2 separate regions of the Mus musculus genome follow, and region 2 is linked to region 1. The links are chromatin contacts, called in public promoter capture Hi-C maps. All regions are on one chromosome and are shown on one strand. Each heading gives the region's core, a stretch centred on a gene start, on an enhancer-like site or on the middle of the called end of the contact. The rest is flanking DNA. Distances are from core to core; before and after follow the strand shown. Region 1 holds the start of Il15 (interleukin 15). Region 2 has its middle 120 kb from the start of Gm25138.

Region 1 (3,559 bases), core at 447-2,946:
TTCTGCTTCCAAATTGTTTCAATAACCTTAAGCCATTTTGCTAAAACTCTTCAAAATTAGTTTATATATATATATATATATATATATATGTATATATATATATATATATATATATAAATCTGTGTCCTTGACAAATGTTATATTATGCAATATAGCCACAGACACTTCTTAGAATTGAAACAAGATTTAACTAAGAAAGCACCATTGTATTTTTCCTTTAACCCACCAGCAATCTGCAGGAAAATTCTAAGAAGCAGCTTCCCACCGCACTGTACACTGCCTCTGCCTGCCAATCAGCAGCCAGCAGTAATATCTAAACTACTAGAAACCTGTCAGGGATCTGAACTAGGGAAAACCTGACCCCCTATCATGTTGCAAAACAGATCACAAGGCAAGAGGAGCCATTAGAGTGAGAATGGGACTGCAAACTCCCAGAAGGGAAAAGGGGAAGCATAAAGATCAGAGGAGAAGCAGACACATTTATAACAAGCCTGAAGCAATTTCTGACCCTTCCACATTTTAAGTAAAACTCCGGAGTTTGTTGTTGTTGTTGTTGTTGTTTTTTTATTCTAAAAGCCTAAAATAACTATAGTTTTGTCTCTACTCCTTTATTAATATTGATGTTCCCTCTTGAGTCGCTTCTTTCTTATCAATCCCTCTAAACTTCCTTTAAGAAATCCTTTAAATTTTAGTGAGCATTCAATGTTGATAAGGATCTAACTTGAGGCAGCAATCGTAGTAATCTGTTTATTTACCGGCTCAGACTGGAGAGTCCTGGCAGGTCAATGGGGCCTCCCTGGCGCCACCAATGAGAGTATCAGAAATCAATTTAAAATCACCAGTGGAAAGTAGCTGCTGCCAATCACCTCATTTCCATTTCAGCTTCTGCGGGACTCTGTCTCTGGTTCTGTCTGAAACCTGTCAGGACGCTGCCTGGTTCTGTCTGGAACCTGGATCATTAACATTGTTTGGGCATTAACATAATATTAAATGCAGGGGGGAGGGGCTATAGACATTCTTTTGAGCTTCCCTTTCTTGCAACTTTGCACTCTCCAACCCACTTGAAAAAGTTAGCTGGGTTTTCATCTAAAGCCCGCTTGAGTGAGGATTTTATTTCAGGACAATCTTCCCCGTTGCTTCCCTTCAATCTGGTATTTCATACAGACAACTGCTTTGATTAAGCCTTGAGCTAAGCTGTTGCTAATACAGACCCAGACCTATGGCCATTCCTGCACATTTATTTCCCTAGAAAACGCATCTTCAACAAGGAAAAGGTGAGTAATTTTTGCAAAGGGAGAGAGGAGAGAGAGAGAGAAAGAAAGAAAGAAAGTCCATAGCAGCCATCCATTCGCCGGGGCCAGAAGTTTGAAAGAATGTGGCAAGCAGAGCCGAGTTAGTACCTTTCCTGACCTCTCTGAGCTGTTAGATGTGGAACTCAGCCTTCCAAACACAGCAGGATCCCGTCTTCGTCCAACTCTGCAACTGGGCGGGGGCAGTCCTGCCCTGGCAAGGTCCCTGCAGCGCGTAAGGAGATGCACTGCAAGTCTTTTGGGCGCAGAGAATTGGGAGAGACTTGCAGGAGGACCTGCAAGCTGCCCTACTCTGCAAGGGGGAGGATGAAGAAGAGAACTCTGGGGAAGAGTGGCTGGACAGAAGGGGAATACAGTGCCACTGAGTATTGAAGTCTTGGTCAAGAAAGAGGGCGGGGCGGCCTGGCCGGCAGCTGGAGGGGAAAAGGGTGCCTGAGCAGAGCCAGAGCTGGGAGGGGCCCGGGGCGTAGGCTTTCGGAAAAAAAAAAAATTCCATTGTTGATCCACCACCACCAGCACTACCACCTCCCATTCTGTACCTCCATCGGGTTCTGGTTGAAGGGTGCAGGATGCAGGGCAGCAGCCAGCGGGAGCAATCAAGGCACAAGGAGCGAATCAGCTGGGGTTTCCCCGGTTTCCCCCAGTGCTTTCCAGCCGGGGAGTCCCAACCCCAGCTAACAGAAAAGTGAAAGAGAAAGAGCCCAAGCTGAGGCGGAGATCAACACCCTGGGGAGGTTGCGGGAGGAACACATGGTCCCGGCCACCTTACCAGGTGCCCACATGATTCTGCCACTGCCAGGTCCCCAGGGCGCAGAACCTGAAGGGCAACTGAGAGCAGAGAGCAGTCTCCTCCCCCTGGGCAGTTGGCCACAGCCTCTGTGTGTCCTGGAATGCCTTTGCCTCTGTGAAGTTTCAAGGAGTTGGCCTGAGTTCACAGGTTGCTTGCATCTACAGCAACTGGCCTTGCAGGGAGGCAGTTTGGCTTCCCCATAGAAGCCCGGAGGAGATCTGGACAGAGACTGTACCGGGAGGAAACGGAAAAGGACCTTGGGTCTGGAATGGGCGGTCCTCCAAAACAACCCTTGACCTGCTGCAGAGTCTGGAAGAGGGAAGTTTCTTTCTGAACTCTTGCTAGGAGGGGCCTGTTTGGGAACAGTAAACTTCCACTAAATTGACCCCTCTTGGGTCATTTTTCCAACCTAATTTGTAGCTGAATGTAAAACATTGCACATGTCTTTTGATGGGAAACAAGGCGTGGGTAAGGCAGCATCTTTAAGTTGGAAATTAGGAGTGATTATAGTGAGGAGGAGTTAACCATGTCAACTGTGTGTCTATTCCAGACAGTCCGAGAGCCCGGGGTCCCAGCTTTGGCATTCAGATGAATCATTGAAAAGACTCAGTGGCTTGCGGTTCCCAAAGCTTTTGAGAAAGCCAGGAGAAAACGATGAGGCCCTTGGCACCTAGTTAAACACAACTATGTTCTGTGTTTTTGTGTATTACATTAAAAAATGGTAAAAACTAGAATATTTGAACGACTAATTATTAACTGTGTGTGGCATTCCACATAAAATCATTGTAATGGGAAGTTTGTTCTCACACACTTATCTTGTATCCCTTCAAGGTTTATATTTGAAACAATAATGCATGTTTTGGTAACAATCACACCAAAATTTACTTATAATAAAAATCGTGAAAATGTGTATTTTACAACCATTTAAAATTTTACTACCATTATAAATTATATTTAAAGAAACATAAAAATCTGACTGGAGAGATTGCTCAGCAGTTCAAGAGCTTGTTGTTCTTGCAGAGGTCTGGACTTCCATTCTCAGGACCATACTGAGATGATCCACTAACAGCTGTAACTCCTGCTCCAGAGGATCCAACAGCATTGGTCTCCTGAGGGACCTGCACTTACACACACACACACACACACACACACACACACACACACACACACACATACAAATACATTTTTAAAATCAATATTCTTTTTGTACAGGATAATACAGTGAATTGTCTTGAACAGCTTCAATGAGTTTCAAACCCAACCACTTTTCCATTTCACACTGAAGCCCTGCTTCGTGAAATGAGCATGCACTATAAAAATAGGCCAGAAGCTGGACTGAATTCCATCACAATGATGTACTAGAAGTGAACATCACAGTATGTGAGTGATGTAGAGGTGAGCAAGTAGGTCAATATCTCATGCCTCAACTTGGACCAATACAGAGCTCTGTGTACCCCGG
Region 2 (3,559 bases), core at 338-2,837, 120 kb after region 1:
AGAGGAGAGGCCTTTGGTTCTGTGAAGGCTCAATGCCCCAATAGGGGAATACCTGGATGGGGAAACAGGAATCGGTAAATGGGGTGAGGAGCACCCTCACAGAAGCAGGGGGATGGGATAGGGGGTTTTCAGAGGGGAAACCAAGAAAGCGAATACCATTTGAAATGTAAATAAAGAAGATATCTAATAAAAATAACAATTCACAGTCGGTAACTAATGGCAGCATTCATGTCTATGGTTACTATTCATTTGACCAAGAGGTAAAAAATAAGTTACTAAAGTTACAAACAAGCAGTCTTCTGCGAAATGGTTTATAAGAGAATTCAGACAGGTCTGTGAGGTAAATCTTGATGAAAATAAGCTGGAGTAGGATCTACCAAAGCAATGCCGTATTCAGATGCCAAGAACACCTGTGCAGCACCAAACACTGCTGATCCTGGCAACCTGCTCAGTAAAACTGATGATTATCCTGCCCTACAAACACAAGGCTCTTGTAGAGGATCCAAAACCAATGTGCAAATAAGGATTCACCAAGAGCCAACTACCACAGAAACCGGATGGGTTTCACCCAAACCAGTTGGACGTGTTACGAAACTGTATTTACCAACCCCCAAGGAAAAAGTTTACTATCAGTAGTTGAGAGAGGCAAAAGTTCCTTTGCATAAATCTACACGCGCGCGCATTCAAGAGAGTATGCGCGTGCGCGCGCTTGCGCAGACACACACACCTCACTCTGAGCTCTTATCCTAACTTGAGTGTGACCTTTGGGCTTTCACTTTTGAACACAGACTGCAGTTAACCTGGCAATTTCTTACTGGTAGCTTGTTGTTTTGCTTCCCCCTTAAGAAAATTGTTTTACTATCTAGGTGCCTTGGTTTAAAACAGGTCAATGGCCTAGCTTTATTAATTAGAATTTAGTCTCCATCTATAGACCATTAATTATATATATATATATATATGATGATGATGATGAAGAAGAGATTTAAAAAGCCCAATGCAACTTAAACTGAACAAATCCTTTTGCTAAAAGAACAACTTTACCTATTATGAGATCTGAGCCTTTCTTTCTGACCTCCCCTGGAGTGTCTTTTGATATTTTTCTGATTAGATCTGAGCTTCCTTGCCCTGTACTTTTGTAATCACAGTCAGGGAAAGGTTTCATTTAAAAAGTCCTTTTCACTGAGCTTGTTTGTTTAATTGACTGGAAGAATCTCTTTCTTTTTTATAGTGTGCTTGGATACCAAAGAACAATGGATTGGTTTCAGGAGAATACAGTAGACAGTACTAAATAATAGAAACAGTTCATTTCAACTATCTTGATAATATAGTTACCTTGGATAATTTCTAAAATGTTTCATGTCTTCAGAGCCTTAATAAGTGAAAATGTGAGCCCCAGTGCATAGAAAGGAGTGTGCACCAGAAACACATAGTTGCTAGAGATGAAGAGACAAAGAACCCAGGCACATTGAACAGGATTCACATTAAATGCAGAGGGGTCTGTGGACAACCTCATACACACACACTGACTCCTCTCTTGCCTCCTGTGTCACAAGGGCTTCTGTCTGCTGGAGGTGAAAAACAATTGAGGGACTTTGTCACCTGAGAGAAGTGTCTGCTGATGCCAGAGGTCAGTGGTCCAGGAGCCCTGAGGTGAGTGCTCCACGTGCGCCAAGCACATTTCACTCTGTAAGTCAACCAAGAGTACAGCTTTCAGTGAAAGTAAGAAATGGACGGTGGTTTTCCTTCTTCCTAGAATCAAGTCTCAATTACGAAATACACTGGAGGGAGTTTATTACAGAAGAGGTATTCATGAGTTAGGAGAAAATTGTGAGGATCCAAAGTATTACTTTTCTAAAACAGTGCCACTGTTTCTCAAACATCAGACATTGATGTTTTCCACTATTTTATATTTTGTTTCACCATATTTCCATTTCTTATAAAATATTACACTATCTACTTTACTTTCATAAAATATAAACCACAAATAAATATTTCAGAAGATAAATGTACTCAGATTTTAGCACTACCAATGTATACATGTGCCAATATGTCACATAATGTCTCAGAATCACATACACTTTATGTCTATCAAATTAAAATAGAAAACGCCTGGCTTGTTTTCATGTATATACTGATCAAAGATAGAAATATGCAATCCCTAAACATAAAAACCATGATCACTTGTCAGAAATTACAAAATCGCAAAAATAAACATAGCACTCAATATCCCAAGTATTCCACTTTAATGTCATGATAGTTTGACTCATGCAATAAATGCAAATGGGAAGCTGAGGCTACTTACACAGAATACACCTGGTTTGTGAACATGCATCCAATTAACCCTGCATCCATAATCACTCGTGACCCTCGCCTGGAGGTGGAACAAATCCTGCCTTCTGCCTGCCCAGTTTATCCAGCAAGTAAAAGAAATTTTCTGTCTGTCTCACAGAATGCCAGCTTCTCTGCTTTTTTTTTTCCATTTTTTTATTAGGTATTTAGCTCATTTACATTTCCAATGCTATACCAAAAGTCCCCCATACCCACCCACCCCCACTCCCCTACCCACCCACTCCCCCTTTTTGGCCCTGGCATTCCCCTGTACTGGGGCATATAAAGTTTGCAAGTCCAATGGGCCTCTCTTTCCAGTGATGGCCGACTAGGCCATCTTTTGATACATATGCAGCTAGAGTCAAGAGCTCCGGGGTACTGGTTAGTTCATAATGTTGTTCCACCTATAGGGTTGCAGATCCCTTTAGCTCCTTGGGTACTTTCTCTAGATCCTCCATTGGGAGCCCTGTGATCCATCCATTAGCTGACTGTGAGCATCCACTTCTGTGTTTGCTAGGCCCCGGCATAGTCTCACAAGAGACAGCTACATCTGGGTCCTTTCGATAAAATCTTGCTAGTATATGCAATGGTGTCAGCGTTTGGATGCTGATTATGGGGTGGATCCCTGGATATGGCAGTCTCTACATGGTCCATCCTTTCATCTCAGCTCCAAATTTTGTCTTTGTAACTCCTTCCATGGGTGTTTTGTTCCCAATTCTAAGGAGGGGCATAGTGTCCACACTTCAGTCTTCATTCTTCTTGAGTTTCATGTGTTTAGCAAATTGTATCTTATATCTTGGGTATCCTAGGTTTGGGGCTAATATCCACTTATCAGTGAGTACATATTGTGTGAGTTCCTTTGTGAATGTGTTACCTCACTCAGGATGATGCCCTCCAGGTCCATCCATTTGGCTAGGAATTTCATAAATTCATTCTTTTTAATAGCTGAGTAGTACTCCATTGTGTAGATGTACCACATTTTCTGTATCCATTCCTCTGTTGAGGGGCATCTGGGTTCTTTCCAGCTTCTGGCTATTATAAATAAAGCTGCTATGAACATACTGGAGCATGTGTCCTTCTTACCAGTTGGGGCATCTTCTGGATATATGCCCAGGAGAGGTATTGCTGGATCCTCCGGTAGTACTATGTCCAATTTTCTGAGGAACCGCCAGACTGATTTCCAGAGTGGTTGTACAAGCCTGCAATCCCACCAACAATGGAGGAGTGTTCC

The links. Promoter capture Hi-C pulls out the DNA fragments that hold promoters and counts their contacts.
Region 2: a contact with region 1 is called in a promoter capture Hi-C map of liver, with 3 times the contacts expected there. The contact joins the enhancer-like site here to the promoter of Il15 in region 1. A contact is called at or near these places in 6 of 39 promoter capture datasets (the 3T3-L1 cell line, 3T3-L1-derived adipocytes, the HPC-7 cell line and 1 more), 1 of 15 datasets of contacts at CTCF or cohesin (the NIH/3T3 cell line), 6 of 484 Hi-C or Micro-C datasets (epidermal suprabasal cells, liver, nephron progenitors and 1 more), 1 of 115 datasets of contacts at active chromatin or transcription factors (bone marrow-derived macrophages) and 2 of 9 other capture datasets (adipose tissue and pancreatic islet).

The regions. Positions count from the first base shown.
Region 1 is chr8:82,400,890-82,404,448 of GRCm38.p6, forward strand. Il15 (interleukin 15) reads right to left here and starts at 1,697. Exons shown (of 8, transcript NM_001254747.1): 1 at 1,411-1,697.
Region 2 is chr8:82,523,539-82,527,097 of GRCm38.p6, forward strand. No RefSeq gene overlaps it. Among named protein-coding and RNA genes, the nearest start is that of Gm25138, 120 kb to the left of the region's middle. Within about 2 kb of position 1,588, at least 4 of the 459 cell types and tissues checked have an H3K27ac peak or open chromatin away from gene starts, as enhancers often do. A contact at or near this core is called in liver, where this site is marked.